Linked DNA regions of Sus scrofa: region 2 is linked to region 1. Evidence: chromatin contacts called from public HiChIP or PLAC-seq data. All regions are on one chromosome and are shown on one strand. Each heading gives the region's core, a stretch centred on a gene start, on an enhancer-like site or on the middle of the called end of the contact. The rest is flanking DNA. Distances are from core to core; before and after follow the strand shown. Region 1 holds the start of SPAG9 (C-Jun-amino-terminal kinase-interacting protein 4). Region 2 holds the start of NME1 (NME/NM23 nucleoside diphosphate kinase 1).

The links. HiChIP or PLAC-seq counts read pairs in DNA pulled down with a chosen protein or histone mark.
Region 2: a contact with region 1 is called in an H3K27ac HiChIP or PLAC-seq map of alveolar macrophages. The contact joins the promoter of NME1 here to the promoter of SPAG9 in region 1. A contact is called at or near these places in 2 of 5 promoter capture datasets (fetal liver and liver), 12 of 47 Hi-C or Micro-C datasets (alveolar macrophages, blood, embryonic fibroblasts and 7 more) and 2 of 2 datasets of contacts at active chromatin or transcription factors (alveolar macrophages and skeletal muscle).

Annotation. Positions count from the first base shown.
Region 1 is chr12:27,366,734-27,372,134 of Sscrofa11.1, reverse strand. It overlaps SPAG9 (C-Jun-amino-terminal kinase-interacting protein 4), which reads left to right and starts at 1,871. Exons shown (of 34, transcript XM_021067194.1): 1 at 1,871-2,370. The coding sequence starts at 2,068.
Region 2 is chr12:27,413,942-27,418,656 of Sscrofa11.1, reverse strand. It overlaps NME1 (NME/NM23 nucleoside diphosphate kinase 1), which reads right to left and starts at 2,220. Exons shown (of 5, transcript NM_001204759.1): 1 at 2,128-2,220.

The DNA.
Region 1 (5,401 bases), core at 622-3,121:
TCTCTACTGTCCTATAGGGGTTTTTATCCTTTAAAGATGGGGGTTTCCAACCTGGGGTCCAGAAAAATGTGGTTTTCTCTCATTGGCCTTGCCCAGTTACCTATATCAGTCCTTGTCCAACAGGGGTTTTAGAGGTGGAAATGTCCCATAAGTCTTATAACTTCTTCGCCCTTTTCTTCCCTTAGACTGAGGCACACTTCCTCTCATTTCTTTTCTGTCAATTGAGGAGGGGGTTAGAGATTAAGGTCCATGTGGGTGTAGGTACACTTTTTATAGCAAACAAGGCCTGTGAGGATGTTGCTCTGGAGTCCTTAAACCACAAATGTTAATCAATAGCCATATCAAAGAATGCATCAAAGCTCATGCGCCTATGCTGACTACCTGAGTTAGTATTCTGCCTCAACACGTCGGAACTCCAGGCTTAGTATCTTCATTTTTGTCATTTTGAGTTTATAGCTTGGCCTGTGAGGATGTTGCTCTGGAGTCCTTAAACCACAAATGTTAATCAATAGCCATATCAAAGAATGCATCAAAGCTCATGCGCCTATGCTGACTACTTGAGTTAGTATTCTGCCTCAACACGTCGGAACTCCAGGCTTAGTATCTTCATTTTTGTCATTTTGAGTTTATAGCTTAGCTAACCTCCTTACTGCTTTTGTGAGTCTCCAAGTGGGTCTAAATTTGGGAAACTTTGGAGAACTAGTTTGTGCTTGATGGGGAGAACTTGAACTTTAAATACCAAGTTGAGGGTATTTATGATCCCGAGAGGTAGCTGACTCCAGCGCTAAACCATTCTTTATCCAAGTTCTGCCAGCCCTACCCTATTCTTAGAGTAGAGGCCAGAGAACTTCTGAGTGACCTCCCCTGGAGATAAGGGGTTTTAAGAGTGTCTTCTACATTTGCGGAGGCTAAAAGAAGCACTGGGAAGTGATCCTTAACTCAGCCCTCCAGGGGTTTGGGTGTTGTGTCATTCCCCACACGTGATTCTTTACCAGGTGGTGGAAACCTCAAGTATAACAGGACTTACTCACTTCAGTGACTCCACCTCTTTCCTCTTCCACTCCCCAACCCCCTATTAGCCCGCCCCACCCCACTTCCTCAAGATTAGAGGAAAGGCGGGTGGCTGGAGCCAGGAAATGCCATGCTCCCAAGCTGGCCAGGAGAGGCAGAGAAAATTGTGTACGGGAAAGTGCAAGATGTGGTGTTCCAGTTTTATTCATCTCCAGGATGCCGCGCATGTCTTATGTTTAAGTTTTTCCTTAATCTACTTTTCCCCAAATAATTCTATCCTACTCAAGACCACCTTATCACTGAGGCAGACCTCGTCTCATTTAAGGTTGCTTTCTCTCTCTCTCTCTCTCTCTGTTTTCCACTTCTCTAGGTCGGGACTTCTCAGACATAATTGGTTTGAATCCCAGATTATCCTCCTTCCCGTTCTAGCTGTGTGACCTTGAGTGAACCCTAACTTTTCAGGGCCTACTTTCCTTGTCTGTGAAACGAAGGCCAAACTTCTACAGCACTAAGCCTGCTGTGAAGAACAAACGAGAAAACCCTCTATGAGCTGCAAAAAGTAATAAAATGTTAGCTATGCTAATTCTGGACTGCTAGTCACTCTTCCAGAACCCCTCCCTTTCCTCTGGGATTCGCCCAGCAAACCCCGCCCGGGGCAGCAGTTCTCGCCATCCTCTCTCGCAGACTTTCCCATTGGCGTACCAACGTCGCGCGGCGCCGAGTGTTGACGCCACGCCGCCTCCGCCGGCGCATAGTGACGCATTCGGCCCCGCCCCCGGCCTCGCCCGGCCTCCCGCGGGGCCCCGCCCTACAGGCCGACGCGGCGCGGGTACCGCCCCACGAGTGACGTGTGGCGCGCGCGGCCCGGCCGCCCCGGCAGTTGGTGCAGCGGCGGTTGGGCTGAGTGCGCTCGCCTCACCCCTCCCCTCCTACGGCCCCGGCCCCCACCCCGCCGGGCCCAGCCCCAGCCCTAGCTCCAGCGGCCCGTCCCGTACGGGCCCGAGTCGCTCCTTCAGCCGGTGACGCCCCGGGCAGGCAGGCCGCCCGCCCGCAACCATGGAGCTGGAGGACGGTGTGGTGTACCAGGAGGAGCCCGGTGGTTCCGGGGCCGTGATGTCTGAGAGGGTGTCCGGCCTGGCCGGCTCCATCTACCGCGAGTTCGAGAGGCTCATCGGGCGCTACGACGAGGAGGTGGTCAAGGAGCTGATGCCACTGGTGGTGGCCGTGCTGGAGAACCTGGACTCGGTGTTCGCGCAGGATCAGGAGCACCAGGTGGAGCTGGAGCTGCTGCGGGACGACAACGAGCAGCTTATCACCCAGTACGAGCGAGAGAAGGCGCTGCGCAAGCACGCTGAGGAGGTGAGGGCCGGCCGGCGGGGAGGGCGAGGGCTGGGCCTGAGGGCGGGCCGGGGTCACGGGTCTGTCCCGGGAGGAGAGGAGCGCCGCGCAGGTCTCCTGGGGGCGGGCCTGAGGCCGAGGCCCACCTGACTGAGCCCGGAGGCCGTGAGGTCGCGGAACCACCGGCCGGGTTTGGACCCTGAGGCAGGCTAGTGAGTGTCCAGAAGAGGGTGAGATGGGGGAGGAAGCCAGAGCCTGGCTTGAGGGCACCTCGGGTTGGCTGAGAGAGGAGTTTAGGGTGTCCGCTTGCCTGTTGTTTAGGGAAGTTTCCGACCACCGTGTGAGATAGACGGCGATTCAAACTTTTACCGTGGGCTGGGGAAGGGGGGCATTTAAACACTTCTGTCCTCAGTAACTTCCGCTGATTCCAGTACCTTTCCTGGGGGTTGCTGTTTTGGGAAGTTAGAGATCTCCCTCTTTCGGTCAGTTTCTTATTGACGTTTTAACCCTGTTGAGAAGGAGGGGTTTTTTTTGTTTTGTTTTATGTACCATGGTTGACACTTTGTCAACACTTAGATGTTGTATAGCAATACTCTAAATATAGAGAGTGTGCATTTTTATTTTATTGGTAGCCCACATCAAAGTATTCCTTCCTGTCAGGTGGTAACCTTGGACAGTTCCCTTTAAAAACTGATAAAGAGGATGGGAGCGCGGTGGGAGGCGGGTTGGAGGTGTAGATGACATCTGGCAACCCTTTTCATAGACTGCAGTTTACAGGTGCACTTGGCTGCCTTCTAACTTTTGCGCCTCAGCGGTGTGACCCCGGTGCCCTCATCTTGTGAACCTTTTGGATTTCTGGACTGCCAGTGGTACGAAGACATCTTCGTACCAAGATGTCTTTGACATCTTGAGACAGTTTAAGCATTTTAGTTTTCAGGCTGTGTTGGCGTTATTTCTCTGGAACTTAGTAGTTAATGCAGATGAAGTTAATCATCCTTGTTTCCTGAGCATCTAGCACAACTGGCTAAATACATGGTAATTGAAGGAAGCTAAATAATTATTGAGAGAATGACTTGAAGAAATGAAAGACAACAAAATATTTTCAGAAATATTTGAAAAACTTTAAGGATGTGAGATCTGTTTAGTAGCTAATTTCCTAACACTAAATAGTACAACCATGTAGACTTTTTGTCACATACGCCTTCGTACCAGGTCAGCTAGTTTTTTTCTTTTTTCTTAGGTTTGTATGATGATTTTTAGTTCTGATTTTGTGATCCATTTGTCTCACAGGATTGCCATTGAATTTGCCAAGGAAAATTTGCTTTATTTCAGGAGCATTTCCAAGTATATAGGGAAGAAGGTGTTGAAAAACAATCTAAGGATAGAATCACAATTTCCAGTAATTTATTAGCACTGTTTATGGCAGAGTTCATATACTCCTCATGAAACGACATGCTATATCTTCATGCTCAGACAGGCCCTTGCCAGTGTGTGGATGTACATGGAAAGACAGTGGAATTAACCAAATAAACACACAGGTGAGGAGCAGGCCCAGCATGACCTGTGACCACAGATAAAAGAAATGGATTCCTTCAGCCTTTTTTTTTTTTTTTTTTTCTTTTGTCTTTTTTAGGGTTGTACCCGCAGCATATGGAGGTTCTAAGGCTAGGGGTCTAATCAGAGCTGTAGCTGCCGGCCTAAGCCACAGCCACAGCAACGCCAGATCTGAGCCGTGCCTGTGACCTACACCACAGCTCACAGCAACACCAGATACTTGACCTACTGAGAGAAGCCAGGGATTGAACTCGAAACCTCATGGTTCCTAGTCGGATTTGTTTCTGCTGCACCACGATGGGAATTCCATCCCTTCAGCTTTAAACTCCTGTCAGTTCATGTAAACATGGGCAAAATGCCAGGGTCACACGTGCCAGGAAAACCATTTGCTACAGGTTGCGGAATCAGAGGATAAACTGACTGAGCTGCTAGACTGTGGACTATATATTAATTTCTTAAGTAAATAACTTATGGGGTTGTGGGATGGAAATCCTATAAAACTGGATTGTGATGATCATTGTACGACTATAAATGTAATAAATTCATTGAGTAATAAAAAAAAAGAAAAAATTAAGTAAATGACTTAAAAAGAAGATTATCCTGGAGTTCCTTGTGGTGCAGCAGATTAAGGATCTGGTGGTGTCACTGTAGCAGCTATGGTCACTACTCTGGCATGTATTCCATCCCTGGCCCAGGAACTGCCACATGCCATGGGCATGGCTTAAAAAAGAATAAAAATAGATTACCCAAAGACTTTATTTATAATTTATGCTTTTTCAAATACATCTATAAATCCTTTATAATGAAACCTTTGGGTAAAGGTTCATGACCTGAGAATAGAAAACATTGATGAAATGCTAGATAAGCCAACTTCCAGACCACAAACATAAAATCATCCTGTTAGCAATTTTCACTGGAGATCATAAAACAAGTTTTTTATCCAGTGCTCAGAAATTCAGTCTCTCTGGCTGATATGCAGAAGTGAATTCTGTGTTTAATTTTCTGTGAGTGCTTTGTTTGTGGCCTTTAATACAGAGACTGAGAGTCTGCTTTTATAGCAAAAATGCCTAGGTATTGACTGCTAGAGTGTTTGAAAGCGTGGAAATTGTCCATCATCAGAAAATGTAAAGTAAATTCTAAGCACCTTCGTGCAAATTTAGGAGGATGTTTTAATGATGAGGATGTTTTAGGAGGTGTGAATTCTCACAAGGAATCAGAAATTTAATATTTATTATAGTGACATTACTTAATTTGCATACGTTCTGCTTTTTTATTTTATCTGAAAAAAACTTTTTTTCCTTTTTTTGGTGTCCCTGCGGCATGTGGAGTTCCTGGGACAGGGGTAAGATCAGAGATGCAGTTGCGACCTGAGCCACAGCTGCTGCAGTGATGGATCCTGAACCCACTATGCTGGGCTGGGGATGGAACCAGTGTCCCAGCACTCCACAAGATGCCCATCGCCTCACAGCAGGGACTCCTATTTGAAATTTTTGTGTAA
Region 2 (4,715 bases), core at 971-3,470, 46 kb before region 1:
CTCCCTCTCCTCCAGGCCAGATGGGCACATTCGGTTTCCCACTGGAACAATCATTTAGCCACCATTTTTGTCCCCTCCTTTGGCCTGACGGGCATTATAGCACAGAGAGAAGCCCTTACTAAATTCACCCAGCAAGCCTTAAATACTAGCCTGCAAAACCTGTCTTTATGGAACACTTTATCTTTAATGGCAAAAGCTGTCCTCCAAAGCAGGACATTATTACTGCCTGACAAAGGGATTTAGTAAATCAATGGTTCAGATGATGAGGCTCCTGGAGGAGAAAATTGTTATTATTTAGGGAATCGTCTTAATCCATGCGTCTCTTACACATGCCTCTATAATGCTGCTCTGACATCTGCCTCCACTGCAATCAGATGGCTGCCAAATGAGCCGCCTCCACCCTTTGCTGATCTCTCAGGGCACAATGCATCTGGGGAGTGGGGATGAGATTGTGAGAGCTAGTTGCAAGGGGTGGAGTATTGGAGGAGGTCATGGAGAGAATACGTCCCCAGGCAACTAGAGGCTCCTCACCTCTGTTTTTGAAAGGTACACTCTGCCTACTGTCCCCATAGTAGGGGCTGTTCGAAGGACAAAACATAGCCTTGAGAGAGTAAAGTGTTGTTGAGACCATCTGGACTGAATAGATGACTAAACCCATTTAAAGACTCTATGCATAACTTTTAAAATTCTGGTAGGTGACAGCAGCCACCTCAAGCTCCCTTGGTCATTATAACTGCCACCTATAATCTGGAGTGGTCTGCCTTTCTTCAGTCTCTCCTTGCCTTTGTGTGCAGAAGCCAGTTTTTTGTTTTTGTTTTTATTTTTAGGGCTGTACCCACCCTTCTAGCATACAGAAAGGCTAGAGGTAGAATCAGAGTGCAGCTGCAGGCCTACACCACAGCCACAGCCACACCAGATCCACGCTGCATCTGTGACCTACGCTGCAGCTTGTGGCAATGTGTATCCTTAACCCACTGAGTGAGGCCAGGGATCGAACCTGCATCCTTACAGACACTAGTCGGCTTCTTAAGCCACTGAGCCACAATGGGGACTAACATAAGCATCTACTGGGTACCCAATACTATGGCAGAACTGAGACAAGAAGTATTAAGAGAAAAAGAAAAGAATATCTTTCTGGATTATCCAGATGAGGGAAACTACAGTGATAATATGTGAGTGATGTCTAAAACAAGGCAGTATGAAATACAGTTTGACCTACTACCTCAGCATGCTATAACAGGAAGGAGTTTAGAGATTATTTCATTACAATCTTTTCTTTTACAAATGAGGAAACACATCTGGAGTACCAGAAGGAGGGTCACAATCCAGATTTCCCAACCCTCTGCAGCTTATGCTACATCACAAGATTAATGAATATTCTGACTAACCAATAAATGGTGGATTGTGGGAGAACTGTAGCCATGAGTAATATCTGTTGGAAGAAAGCCTAGAGACCACCTACTTCAGACTCTTCCTTTTACAGATAAGAAGTCTCAACTCAGGACCTGCTCTGCCTCCACAAGATGACAAAGGAGTCCCCTCACCTTGAAAGACAATCCCTATGTGGATAGCAGCACCACCTCCTGGCTCTACCTTCCTATAATTTAGTTGGCCTTTTATTACAACACCTTAACAATATATGTGAATTTTCTGTTTATTTCTCACAGGCCTGCCCCTGAATACAGAGATGATTTACTTCCCTAGTACCTAGTTACAGAGCCTAGTACTCAATAAGAGCAAAGAAAATGTCTTAAATGATAACCGCCCTGCACCTCCAAGAAAAAGAGACAAGGCCCAAGAACTGGCGGAGAACTCCTAATAGAAGCTACAGACAAGCATGAATTCCCTAGGAGAACATGGGGCTAAAGAGCCACAAACAGCAGTCCCTATACGTGTTCCCCACACCCACTCTTGATACATATCTGTCATTCATTCAGTAAGCACTGAGCACTGCACTCGATATAAACAAATAAGGCACAACCCTTACAGTCACGGACTGATGGGAAAAGCAGCCACGGACAAAGCCGAGTCCACGTGGCGCGGGACGTGAGCTGACAGGTTTGCACCTGTCAATGGGTGCGTCCCTCCCACCCGATCCCCCTGGCCACTTCTCCGAGTGGAACTTACCCGACCTCTTCACCTCCCCCTCCCTGGACCCCACTCTTCTCCCTTTTCTCTCAGGACCTCGAACCCTTCTCACCCCTCCGGGCACTTGGGCTTCAACTCCGTCGCCTGTCACCCGCACCGGAAACACGCCCCAGCTCCTCGTGGTTCCTAGCACCCGCTCGCGCGGAACGCTTCTGCGCATAATCGGCTGCAGGAGAGCCCATTTTGCAGAACACCACTCGCCTACGCTTCCTCCCGACAGTCGGATATCGTTCAAGGGAGCAACTTCCTGAAGTTCAACTTCCGGTACGGCTTCTCCCTATTCTTCTCGCACGCTGCAGCCATCTTTTTTTTCCCTTTAAGATCTGTGACTCACTTCCTTCTTTCGCGAGCAAACTGGCTTCCCGAGAGGTGGCGCTCACACTTTGCGTGAAAACTGAACTAGCGCCTGACCTAGAAGTAGTCAGTGTCCTCGTTTTACATTTGCTCATTCTTTCCAGCCTGTCAAGCAAATTATTTATTGAGTACCTTCTATGTGTCAGATATTGTTTCAGAGTCTGGGGTATAGCAGTAAACTTTCTTGGAACTTCTCGTGGGGTTGGGAATAAAGACAAACAATAAACAAATGAGCAAATTAACATGTAATATATCATAGTATGTAAATATTACTGAGAAAAAGCACAGCGAGGGGGTAGGGTAAAGGAGTACTTTAAATGTTGACTGGTGTGCTCTCTCAGGGGGTGACAGTAGAATAGACCTGCTGAAGTCAGATTACCTGAGAGCCAGTGGACATTAAGTGCTAGAAAATGCAACTGGAGAGCAGCAAGATTATGATGTGGTGGGAAGCCATTGGAGAATTTTGAGCAGGGCATGATATCATCTGATACATTTAAAAAAAAAAATCATTGCCTGCTGCAGGAGGAATGGCTGTGGTAAAGTACAGGATAGAATCAGGAGCCTTTTCAAAAAATGTGCTGGAGCACCTATAGGCAGAAAGAAAGTAAGAAGAAAGGAAGGAAGGAAAGAAAAAACCTCCACCTAAACCTCCCACTTTGAAAGAAAATCACTCCAGAGGGATTATAGATTTGTAAGTGTAAAACTATGTGGATAGGAGTTCCCTTGTAGCACAGCAGGTTAAGGATACAGCATTGTCACTGCAGCAGATTGGGTAGCTGCGGTGGCATGGATTTGATCCCGAGCTCAGAGAACTTCCACATGCCCCGGGTGCAACCCAAAAACCCCCAAAACAAAACAGGTGGCGGCTCAGAGAATTACAAACCTAACTAGTATCCATGAGGATATGGGTTCAATCCCTATCCTGGCTCAGTGGGTTAAGGATCCAGCATTGCCGTGAACTGTGGTGTAGGTGACAGACACAGCTCAGATCTGGCTTGGCCTTGGCTGTGGCTGTGACTGTGGTGTAGGCCAGCAGCTGCAGCTCTGATTCAACCACAAGCGTGGGAACTTACATATGCCGAAGGTGTAGCCCTAAAAAGCAAAAAAACAAAACAAAACAAAAAAACTATGCCTGCCATTTCAGTAAACAAAGAATATGGCCTGTCATCAAGCCATCAGCCACTGCAGCCTCCCCAAAGGTGCACCCTGAAGAGAAAAATAGTATACTGGCCCTAGATAAAGATGCATGTCAAAGGAATAATTTCTTTCTTTCTTCTTCTTTTTTTTTTTTTTTTTTTTTTTTTGGTTAGGGTCACACCTGCAGCATATGGAAGTTCCCAGGCTACGAGTCAAATCAGAGATGCAGCTGCTGGCCTAAGCCACAGCCACAGCAACTTGGGATCCAAGCTGAGTCTGTCTTCAACCTACATGACAGCTCTTGGCAACGTCAGATCCTTAACCCATTAAGTAAGGCCAGGGATCAAAACTGCTTACTCATGGTTTCTAGTCAGGTTCGTTACTGCTGAGCCACAACAGGAAATCCTCAAAGGAATAATTTCAATGAGCATTTTGATTGTTGTTGTGTTCTCAATGCATATGCATCTACGTTTTGAAATTAGCAATAATCTTTTGATGTTCCACTAACATTTTTTTTCAGCCATGCCCAGGGCATGTTGAGGTTCCTAGGCCAGGGATGGAGCCCAAGCCACAGTAGCAACTTGAACTGCTGCAATGATAATGCTGGATCCTTAATCTACTGTGCCGCAAGGGAACTCCACTAACATGTTTTATGGTTTGTTTGTTTGTTTTCTCAGTAAAATCTGAATATCCTGACTTCTCTCTTACTTCTTTGGAACAGTTCCTTAGAGCTATCTGAGAGTCTGTCTCCCAAGCTATAGTCATAGAAAGGTCACCAAATAAAACATAATTCACAACTTTTAGGTTGTACCTTTTTTTTTTTTCAATCAAACTACAAAAAGTTTAGAAAAAGAAAACATGGTGGAAAAAATCTTCAGGTGTTCCTGCTATGGTGCAGTGGGTTAAAGGATCTGGTGTTGCCATGGCTGTGGCTTGGATTAAGTTCCTGGCCCAAGAACTTCCATGTGCCCAAGGTGCGGCCAAAAAAAAAATTCTTCAAGACCAAGGGGTAGGCAAGTTTTTAGACTTGCCACCTAAAGCAAAATCCATAAAAGGAAAACTCTGATAAGTTGGAT